3 separate regions of the Mus musculus genome follow, and all the other regions are linked to region 1. Evidence: chromatin contacts called from public HiChIP or PLAC-seq and Micro-C data. All regions are on one chromosome and are shown on one strand. Each heading gives the region's core, a stretch centred on a gene start, on an enhancer-like site or on the middle of the called end of the contact. The rest is flanking DNA. Distances are from core to core; before and after follow the strand shown.

Region 1 (3,473 bases), core at 48-2,547:
CTGTCAATTCAATGTTCCTCCCTTTGGAGCCATGAACTACCTTATACTGTTTTCACTTCAAACTGATAGCGTAGGAATGAAGCAGTTTTGAAGGTAACTGTTTCACTGGAAGGGCTTGGGCCAGGCCACCCAGCATTTGCTGATCAGGGAGGAAAAGCTGAAGATAAGGAGCGGTACCTGTGCAAAAACCTTGGCATGCCTCCTCTAGTCCGCATGTGCGACTGCAAAGGCCAGCAGCCGGCCAGGGGCACCCCATAATGCAGGGTGGGAGCACCCAAGACAAGGCTGGCCAGAGTGAACAGAATATGAATCAACAGGTGGATACGAAAGACACATTATGCATTTCCGTGCATGATAGTTCTCGTTTCATTTCAAATATGCAAGATAGACTTCCCTATTCCCCAGAAGTTTGAACCAATCCTCTTTCTTCTGGCCATACTTGAAATGAGGCCAACAAGGAGCTTGGGGGTGGGGAGGAGTGGGGGTTCAAGTCTCAAGGGTGCCCTTCAGCCCTGGGCAAGTCCCTAACATGGTAACACCGGTTCCGTGTAAGGATTTCATGGGACTGGTTGACAAAAGGATCTTTCATTGGGGTGCGCGCTTTGGTGCGACCCACACACTCGGGCTCCTCACGGCTTCCCGCCAAGAGCTCAAGGGCTGGGGGAGCTCCTGGATGAGCAGGAGCTAGAGCCCTACTCTTCCAGAAGGGGGCTGCGGGGCCCGGAAGAGTGAGGTCTGGGTGCGGTGCAGGTGAGCGTGAAGAGGCGGGAAAGGTCGCGAGCACGCGCGCCCATCTACCTTGAAGGAGCGCGCAGCACTGGCCGTCCACGGTGCTCCAGAGGCGGGCTGTGCCGTCCTCGCTGCCCGTCAGCAGGCGCTGCCCGTCGGGGCTCAGGCTCAGCCAGTTGATGCCCCCGCGGTGGTCCGCACAGACCCTCAGAGCCGACCCGCTGCTCCCCATCGCTGGCCTGGGGTAAAGAGGCGCTGAGCCCGGCTAGAGAGCGGCGCTCCAGCGTCCGCTCGTGGTCCTGGCCGGGCTCGGCCAGGCAATGGCCATCGTGGGGGGTGGGAGAGCGCCTCGTTCCTGCAAAGGCTCGAGGTGCGGCGGGGAACAAGGATTATGACTCTCCACCGGTGTCCTCCGCTCTCTCAGCTCCGATGCAAGGACCCAGGTGAGACCTCCCCTACTCAGAACCTTCTCGGGGCTCAGGAGGGGTGGGCGCTTCTGCGCAGAGGAGCCCACCAGGTCTGAAGCCGGTAGAAGAACCCGAGAAGCGGAGCGCGGAACAATACAATCCAGCCTGGCTCCTCCTCAGAGACCACCCCCCAACCTGTCCCCTCCCACTTTTCGGGCCGCGCGCCAACCCCCACCCCAAGACTCCCTGGTCGTCCTCCGGGAACAGAACTTAGAAGCTATCCGGGTCCCTCGTTGGGGACCGTTTCCACGTGCTTCATGTACGACCCTTCCAACTGCCTAGGCTGGATTCTGTTCCCTGTCACTCTCGCTGACCTTGTCCCCAGAGCCCAAGGCAAGAAGGAGGTGGACCGAAGAGTCTGGAGTCTTAGGAGACCCCCGATGAAGGGCAGAAGCTGCGGAACCCCGAGTACGCCCTTTCTGGGAAATAACAAGCACACCCCAAATTCTACTTGGGCCAGGCTGGATCCTGGCCGTTGGGGGTTGGAGGTAAGACCAGAGGTCAGGTTCGCCCTTCCACCCATCACCACCCCACCCCCAGCTGGGCGCGCGCCTTTGAGGTCCCACTGAGCTCTGCAGGAATCCTATACCCAGCCCGCAGCCCTCCCGGAGCTCAGTCGGCTGGTTCCTATTAGAGCAGTTCCGGGTGCTGACTTTGCTGGGGGCGGGGAGGGTGACCCCCAACTCTGATCCTCCAGGTCCTAAAGATCGCAGAGTTTCTCGAACCCTCCAGGGCTCTTTTTGGAGTCCAGAAAGAAAGGCTGGAAAGAGATGGTTTAGAGGAGGCGGCCCTCGGGGTGATGTGATGACCTGCCTTAATCACTCTGGATGACCCCATTCAATTCCAAGAAAACCCCAGAATGGGTCCCGCGGCACAGCCGGCTTCATTCCCCGAGTGGCAGTGGCGCAACCAAATACATGGGCTTTTTTCTTTCTCCAAACTCTCAATCAGCTTAGGAGACACTGAGGAGCCAGCTGAGGGTGTTAAGGAGTGTTTTGATGGGATCTGGAATGTGGAGCTGGTGAGTACAGGAAGGGTAGAGGACTCAGGAGCCAGAGTGCCCACTAAGGGCCCATCCTGAGTTCATCTGGTACGCTGACCTTTAGAAGGCATTTGCATCATCCCGGTGCGAAGACTGGTGGGTAGCTGGCTGCACAGGAGAGCTCAGCGGGAGTAGGAGTGTGTGAGCAGTGGGCACCCTAGAGCAAGCGTCCTGCATGCTGAGGTGTGGGATAAGGAAACTGAGACTGCTCACCTAGAGAGGAGCCAGAGGATGCAGGGACCTGCATTCTCAGGAGGAAGACTTGTAAAAGATTTTAGGGAACAGCCAGGACTAGGTGGCATGAACACATTCACAGCCTCGAAGAGCTTGGCCAGCAGTGGGTCAGGTAGGGCAGCTACATTTCCAAGGGGTCACGTGGTATGTGTTATGAATATAATGCAGCGGCAGGAGTAGGGGGTCCCTGGCAGTCTCATACCAAAGTGTACCCCTGAGAAAACACACTACGAGACAGACATGGTATAAGAGAGGTTTATTTAGGAGGAGGCGAGGGGAGCTAGGACCTGGAGGAGGGGTAGAGGCAGACAGAGCCACAAGGCAGAGAAGTGGAGACAAAGGACAGAAAGAGAGGCCAGCAGGGAACACATGGGAAGAGAGAAAGAGCGGGGTGAGGGAGTAGAGGTAAGAGTCTCTTACAAGCTGCCAGGCCACCCGCTGATGATGACTTGACTGTTGCTAGGTCCCTGGCAGAAGTCTAGTGTAATTGTTTGTAAACCAATAGTATGAGCACAATGGGACATCTACACTTGTGGTTTGCCCTCTACTCCCCAGAAAACCACCTGTGCGTCCTCAGCCCCTTAGCCACCAATCCCAGAGCCCACAGATTATAGTCAACTGCCTCCATCCAAGATGAAGAGTTCTTATCATTATCGAATCCTCATAGTCGGGCACATCTTTGGATGTTAGAAACAAGTTCAAGGTGACAAAGAAAAAGACCACCATTCCAACCAGAGAGTCCAGACAAGTCAGACTTTTCTCAGAGAGTGTGCTTAGGAAGAGCTTGCACATCAAGACAGGAAGTACAGCCGGGTGGTGGTGGTGGTGCACGCCTTTAATTCCAGCACTTGGGAGGCAGAGGCAGGAGGATTTCTGAGTTGGAGGCCAGCCTGGTCTACAGAGTGAGTTCCAGGACAGCCAGGGCTACACAGAGAAACCCTGTCTCCAAAAAAACCAAAAAACCAAAACAAAAAAAGACAGGAAGTACAGTTGGTTTCTAG
Region 2 (3,672 bases), core at 515-3,014, 770 kb after region 1:
CAAGTCCAAAGTTACTCAAAACTCCACAAAACGTCTCCAAATTCCAGTCAAGGCAGGCATAATGTTATCTTATGCAGACCATCACCTTACAAAGTAACAGACAAAATAAACTCGCAACTTTGTATCACAAAGAAGCTAATGTAATAATGTATACATCCTCTATAAAGTGTTTCTCTCAAGATTTTTCACAGCTAGGTAAGAGCTGGCAGGTGATAAAATATACAGGCGACTAAAGGCCCTGGAACATTTAGTAGTAAAAAGATAGCAAACCCTCTCCACCACCCACCCCAAATACACTGTGTCAAGAGCTTAGTGGGTTCCGAGAGGCCAGGGTGCTTGCTTGCTATGGCTCAGTTAACACTATTTTTGCTGCAACCACCAGACACAACAAATGAATGCACGTAAACCAAACAAACAGCCTATCCATAAATGTGCTGACTTCTTCCTGCAAGTCCCAGCGCACCCTTCCACCGCCAACAGTTCAATGAGAATATCATACAATGAAATGAGTAAGCAACACACGCCATTCTGCAACTTTGAAAGACGGTCACCAATCTTCCGCAGCACCCCGAAGAGCCACTATTGCTGATCAACTAACTCATTGGCACTAAAACGGTTTCCTTAATTTTCAAGCCAAGTTGCCGAATAACCACTTTTTAAGACAACACTTCTTGCCCAGTTCATCCACCCGGCACAGTCCTCACGGACGCTCAAAAACAATCGAAAGCCATTGCCTGCCCAGCTGGAGTTGAAGTTACTCGTCCAGCGACGTTTAAAGCTGTCTCCCCTAAACAAAGTGCTCTGGGCCGTCAGCGCCGCGGAACCCGGCCGCGTTCCCGAAACTCCGACTCGCCCGCTTACACCTGGGCCCGTGCGATCCCGAGCGCCGGCTGCGGAGCCGGGCGGTGCGGTTCGGGGCGGTGGGGGATGGGGAGGACAGGCTCGAATGGCTTCCTAATGTATCATTAAGAAGCAAAAGCACCGGTCTGGGAGCAAGAAAAGTTAAAGGAGCCGCGAGCTGACAAAGAGCGCCGGCCGCCGCACCCGGACCACCCGGCCGCGGCGTTTGACAGCTCCGTCCCTGGCGCCCACAGCTTTGTGGCTCCGAGAGGCCGGGCCGGCAGCAAGCTGGGCGTGCTCGGCGGGGCGTGTGCGGACGCCGGGCTAGGCCCTGGGGAAGCCGCCGGGCGGTTCTCCCAGAAGCGAGGCCGAACTCCAAAGTAAAGTGCGCGGCGCGGCCGGCGGGACCTGCGCGGGCGCCGCCGAACCGGGCCGCGCCTGGGCCGCCCCGCCCCCACCGGGCCGGGGGCCTGACAGCTCCGGGCCGCGCCGCCGCTGGCCGCCCGCCTGGCTCCCTCGCGCTCAACTTACTTCTTTCTGGCTCTCTGGAAAGGGGAAGCGCCATCTTTGCGAGGCCGGCCCCGAGGTCTTTTGTCTGCGGCTGCGGGGCTCGGGGCCGGGGCTCCGGGCTCCTCGGGGGGTGCTGGCGGCGGCTGCTGCTGCTCCGCGCTCCGGTCCTCCTCCGACGACATCCTAGTCACCAGGAAAGACACATGGATCCCCGTCCTCCTCCTGGGGGGCTCCTCCCGCCGCAGCGGCCGCAGCCGCCGCCGCTGCTGCTGCTCGAGTTGCTCCTCCCCGGCTCAGCCTCTCGCATTTCCCGCAGCCCCGGGAGCAGCAGCAGCAGCAGCAGGTACCGGGAGAGGCGGCAACATGGAGCTAGCAGGACACGCACTCACACACATCGGCGCGGGCGCGCGCACTCGGCGCGCAGGGGCCGGCGGGGGGCGGCGGGCAAGCGGGCGGGGCGGGCGGGGCCGGCCGCGCGGGGCGGGGCGCCGCGGCCAAGGCTGGGGCCGGCGGGGCCGGGCCGGAGGGCGGCGCCGAGCGGGGCGGGGCGGGGCGCGACGCGAGGGGCGCGGGCCGGGGGCGGCCGCAGGGGTCTCCGCCCGGCCCCTCCCCCAGGCCGCCCGCGGCGGGAGGAGAAAGGGCCGCGGAGGGGGGCGGCGGGCCGGGCCGGGCCGGGGCGGGGCCAGCCACCCCTCCCCCGCGCCGTCAGCCCGTCAGGCCCACGCCGCGGCGAAGTTTTGACAGCTGCTCCAGTTGTTGTGGTGGGTTCCGGGGTGGTGCGAGCGCCGGCCCCTCGGTCGCGCGCTGGCGATCGCTCCCTCACACACTGCTCGCTCACGGCGTTCCCTGTGGCTAGCTCCCTCACGCTCGGTTCAACGCACGGCTAGCTCTCGCTCTTCCCTATCGTTTGCCCGCTCTCCGGCCGGCGCTTTGCTGCCTCACGCTCAGGATCGCTCCCTCACGCTAGCTTTCGGCCCCATCAAGCTTGGCTCCCTCACGCTGGGATCCCTCTCGCTCGCTCGCGAACGCTCCCCCACGCCCGCTCTCTCTCTGGGGGCAGCAAAGGAGGAAGTTTTGCGGCTGTGCGTTCACCACACAAACAACACACGCACACGGCAGTGGCCGTCGCGCGAGGCCTGCACCCGGGTCCCCCGGGGCGACCCGCACCACAGACCTCTCAAACTCGCCGCCGGCTCGCCCACACACAGGCGCCTCCCGCCCCCGCCCCCAGCGCGCTGCTGCCACTCACGGGGCTGAGTCCGCGCATGCGCCCCGCGCTACCCGGCCGCCGCCGCTGACCTCACCGCCCCTCCCCCGCCCGCTCTGACGCGGCGGTGGCTGCAACTCGGGCTCTGGCGGGCGCTAAGCTGCGGACCGGGCATCCGGGATCAGGGTCCAGCCCGGCCGGAGGAGGGGGGAGGGATCGATGTAAACACTCCGGAGCGTGCACCCGCGTGCGGTGCGCGCACGTGCGTCCGCGACCCCCTGCGGGCGTGGGCCGCTCCAGGCCTGGCGGAGTCCCACGTAGGCTTCCCTAGTGCGGCGCAACCGTGGCAGGACAACGTTAGATCCTAACTCCAGCTGTAGTTTCTCCGTCCGACGTCATGTTTTAAACACCGTGAGACCGGAGGCTGCCGTACAAAAAACCAAGCGGACAGGTTGAGTGGGAAAAAAATGTCTCTACACCGAGAGAAATGCATCAGCGTGAACGTTGTGTGTGCTCAAGATTTAAAAATGGAAATACTGCTAAGCTGTTTCCCATTAAAAAAAAAAAAACGATTCGTTAAAAATGGGGCCAGAATTGCCCAGGACGCCGCGTTTCGTTTGCACTATGGATTGCCTTGTAGGAGTGAGAAATAGTAGAGATGGGAAAACGGATCTGTGGAGCGGCGTGGAAGGCTTAGAGTAGCCTGTCAGGCGCTGAGCTGCTCGGAGCCTGGAATCCGAGCGCACTTTGCGATCAGTTCTTTCCATTCTCAACAGTTTCAATGCTGGGCAAAAAGAATACACTTGTTTCTAGAGGTCCTGTTCACCTTCCTGCCACCCAATAGCCAGGCTATTAACATTGAACTGGGCTTCGCATCTGGATCAAACTTTGATCGTCTAGTGCATATTATAGCTGTAATCATTTGTTTGTTTGTTTATTTGCAGTGGCTAAAGTTGAATCGTTGAATCATTTGAATTGATTGCAAGTTTAATCCCTTGCAGGCCTTTTCAGCTTTATTATATGTACAGTCAAAGGAAGCTTGGAGCAGGGAAGAAAGCTGCCATATGAAAGGTAAGCTACAAATTAAAAGGAGAGAGGAAATTGGGGTTTCTAGA
Region 3 (3,618 bases), core at 626-3,125, 800 kb after region 1:
ATACTGACCTTGAACTCCCCATGAGGCTGGCCTTGAATTCTTCCTGCCCCCAAATCCCAAATGCGGAGAGTACCAGAATTACCACAGTGGGGATTAAGACAACCCCCAGAAGACAGGGTTTCAATGCACAGCCCTGACAGGCCTGGGATCTGTAACCCTTCCTCTGCTCACCAGCAAAGGCTAGGCCAGTTTCAAATTTCAACTAAATTTCTCTTGGAGACTACATTGCACTGTGCAGTTTTATCAGTTTATTTCTTCTCTCTCCCCTCCCCCTCCCCCCCACCCCTTGGTTTCTCAGTGTAGCCCTGGCTGTCCTGGAACTCACTCTTGTAGACCAGGCTGGCCTCAAACTAAGAAATGCGCCTGCCTCTGCCTCTCATGAGCTGAGATTAAAGGCATGAGCCACCACTGCCCAGCTTATTTCTATTCTCTAAAACGATTTAAAAAAGCTAGCTCAATTATAGAAAGTACACATGTAAATTTTAAATGTCAATATTGCATAAACAATGGAAATTTGACTGCTACTCAGGAAAGGCAGCCTATTATTTTTGGAGTAACAAATTTGGTCACTTTAGGAACTAAGTCCTGGGACTGCAAAGATGACTCAGGTTCACAGCTCTGGCTCTTCCAGAGGACTTTAGTTCAATTCCGAGCACCCACAAGGTAGCTTGCGACTGTAACTCCGACTGGAATCTAACATCCTTACACAGACATACAGGCAGGCAAAACACCAATGCACATAAAATGAAAATTAATTAAAAAAATTCAATCCCAGGGTGGAGAGATGAAACCTTCTGCAGAGGAGCCCCCAAGTTAGGTGGCCCACAACCAGCGGCTCCAGGAACCCAGCGGCCGCCCTCTCTGGCTTCTGCAGTCAAACCCCGTACCAAGGAACTAGCGAGTTCCAAACCAGTCAGAGATACAAAGGGAGAGGTGAGATCCTGTTTGAAGAAACCTCCAAACCTAAGACACACCCAAAGAAAAGCACTACCCCCACCACCATCAACAACAAAATGTTTGAATGATCTGGGCCGTCCAGTTCCTTTCTGGAACCAAAACCAGCTAATATTGATATTGACGTTTATCACTTAACCCCTCTCCCTGATTTCGAAATGAAGTCTGTTCCACTCAGCCGAATTTAAGGAGAGGTGTGAGGGAATGAAGGCGGTGTGCGTGGGGGCTGGGGAAGAAGGAGTTGAAAGGGGCGGGGTGCGGCGGGGTACAGAGGCAAATGTAGATCGCTGCTACATTGAGTTTGGGACCGGGACCAGGTATCGAGGCCCGGGCTCCCAGACCCAAAGAAAGCAGGAAGAAACGCAGCAAAGAGGGAGGGAAGCCGACAGAAACCGGAATGCCCACGGGAACAAACTCAACAGTGACCAGCTGGAATCCACCGCGGACCATAGGAGGCAAGGCGCCTGGCGCGAGGGGCCAATAGGAGGACGAGCCGAAAGAGGGGCGCTGCAAGGCCAACCCGAGGACCAGCAAGACTGGGGGCGGGGCCTCTGGGACGAAGCCAATGACTGGGAGAGCGGCCTGGGACGCGTGGCCAATGGCAGGGCGAGCTGGGTTGGGGCGTGGCCCCTGGTTTGAAGCCAATGGCAGGGAGTACAGCTTGGGCGAGGCCAGTGGGAGCTCGAGGGTGGGGGAGGAGCCAGACCCGGAAGACAGTGGGGGCGGGGAGCCGCGATGACAACCTGTCAAGTCCACTTCGGGACGAACTAGGTCACGCGCTTCTTGTAGCTCCGGCGCCCCCGCCCCGCGAGGCCCTGCGGGTGGCCCCGGGGCCGGGCCGCACCGCTTCCTCTTCCTGCCCGCGGGGGTGGGGGCGGGGCGGACACCTGCCGTTCGCCGGCCCGCTCCAGCCTTCGGGCTGCCGAAGGTCTCCTAGCCTTCGGGCCAGTGCCCGCCGATCCTCCGGGAGCCAGGTCCGCGATCTCCGGCGCCCGCCGTGGGCTCGGGAAAGCGCACAGCGCACTACTTGTCGCGGAGGGATCCGGCCCCTGAGTTACCTGTTCTCCACTCGGAGCTGACCTCGGTCCAAGGGCCCGCAAGTCCGCCTCACCGAGAAGTAATACAGGTTCGGATCCGCGCCGCCGACCTCACAATGGCGCGGGCGTCCAGCCACTGTCACGCAGCATCCCGTGCGATTATTCGCCCAGAGCCTCACTGCTTAGGGGACCACGGCGGGGCCCTTCTCCCTCTCGCTCATTCAGAAGATGAGAACGTCCCCGCACGACACAACGACGCTGTTTTAACAATACCCAACTAACTCTGCTCTTCCAAACTGCACACACTTAAAGGTGACATGGCCACAGACGCTGGGTTGCAATACTACGCTGGAATTCTGCACTAATTATTTAAAAGCTTTCTTACAGTACTACAGCGAAACGACCGGTTACAAACCTTTCATTTTCGTTCGAACACCGTACTCTAACCAATGGATATTTTGTGAATACTTCTATTCAGTATCTCTAGATTTTTAAAAAAAAAAACCCAAATGTAAAGAAAGACATTACCAAATGAGTGGTTCATCAGTGAAATAATTTGTTTTGCCTTTACATTTTAGCCTTTTTGGAAGGCACATTATTTGCAGTATACACAGATATAAATTTTGTACATTTAAAATAGCCTGTATAGCCTTTTTGTCGTTCTTTCTTGAAGCCCCTCCCACTCTGAAGATTCTTTCGCTTCTATTAATTTTAAGTCTGGTTAAAAAAATAGTGCTTGAGGCCATCCTGGTCTACAGAGTGAGTTCCAGGACAGCCATGGTTAAAAGAGAAACCCTGTCTCAAAAAAACCAAAACAAACAAAAAAAAAATAGTGCTTAAATTAAACATAAAAACAATTAGCATTTACATTTGAATAATGCTTCTTCATGTTTATTACCATGTACATTACTAGGAACTGGAAGTCCAATCTTGTAAAAAATTAAAATTCAAGACAGGCCTTTATAGTGAGGTTATTGTCTTTTCATTATAACTCATTTTTTACAGCCAGCTAATTTTCCAGAGGGAATTACTGTTCCTATCTTTAGTCAATTTGGTTAAGAATTCTTTGCCTTTAAATATATAAAAATGTTTGTGTATGATTTTATTTTTCTGTGAGAGCATTAAGGTTAGAGGACAACTTGTGGGCATGCTATTCTTTTACCTAGGAATGGAACGCATTTCCACCCTGTGACAGGGTCTCATGTATCCTTAGATAGCCTGGAACTCACCTGTATAGATCACATTGACTGAAATTTCAGAGATTCCTCTGCCCCTCTATTCCTGGGATTAAAGGTGTACAACACTGCCACCAGCATTAAAAATTGTCTTTATACGTCTCTGGTTTTTTTTTTTTTTTTTTTTTTTTTTTTGGTTTTTCGAGACAGGGTTTCTCTGTATAGCCCTAGCTGTCCTGGAACTCACTTTGTAGACCAGGCTGGCCTCGAACTCAGAAATCCACCTGCCTCTGCCTCCCAAGTGCTGGGATTAAAGGCGTGCGCCACCACGCCCAGCACGTCTCTGTTTTTACATTACCTATATGTAACTGTCCACTGAGGCCAGAAGAAAGTCGTGGATCCCTGGAGCTTGGGTTAATTCCAAAAGGTTGTACGCCAGCTTTTGGTACTGG

Evidence for each region. Hi-C and Micro-C count contacts between places; a contact is called where the count stands out from the background. HiChIP or PLAC-seq counts read pairs in DNA pulled down with a chosen protein or histone mark.
Region 2: a contact with region 1 is called in a Micro-C map of embryonic stem cells, with 6 times the contacts expected there. The contact joins the promoter of Kmt2c here to the promoter of Wdr86 in region 1. A contact is called at or near these places in 2 of 484 Hi-C or Micro-C datasets (both in embryonic stem cells).
Region 3: an H3K27ac HiChIP or PLAC-seq map of embryonic stem cells shows a contact between it and region 1, with 2.4 times the contacts expected there. The contact joins the promoter of 1700096K18Rik here to the promoter of Wdr86 in region 1. A contact is called at or near these places in 1 of 39 promoter capture datasets (pre-B cells) and 1 of 115 datasets of contacts at active chromatin or transcription factors (embryonic stem cells).

Annotation. Positions count from the first base shown.
Region 1 is chr5:24,729,383-24,732,855 of GRCm38.p6, forward strand. It overlaps Wdr86 (WD repeat domain 86), which reads right to left and starts at 1,298. Exons shown (of 6, transcript NM_001081441.1): 1 at 799-1,298. The coding sequence starts at 961. It overlaps Gm42231 (a long non-coding RNA gene), which reads left to right and starts at 1,608. Exons shown (of 2, transcript XR_880885.3): 1 at 1,608-1,684. RefSeq lists an enhancer at 1,172-2,461.
Region 2 is chr5:25,497,019-25,500,690 of GRCm38.p6, forward strand. It overlaps Kmt2c (lysine (K)-specific methyltransferase 2C), which reads right to left and starts at 1,765. Exons shown (of 59, transcript NM_001081383.2): 1 at 1,372-1,765. The coding sequence starts at 1,532. 4831440E17Rik (RIKEN cDNA 4831440E17 gene) reads left to right here and starts at 2,779. Exons shown (of 1, transcript NR_030700.1): 1 at 2,779-3,672.
Region 3 is chr5:25,528,143-25,531,760 of GRCm38.p6, forward strand. 1700096K18Rik (RIKEN cDNA 1700096K18 gene) reads left to right here and starts at 1,876. Exons shown (of 1, transcript NR_027388.1): 1 at 1,876-3,324.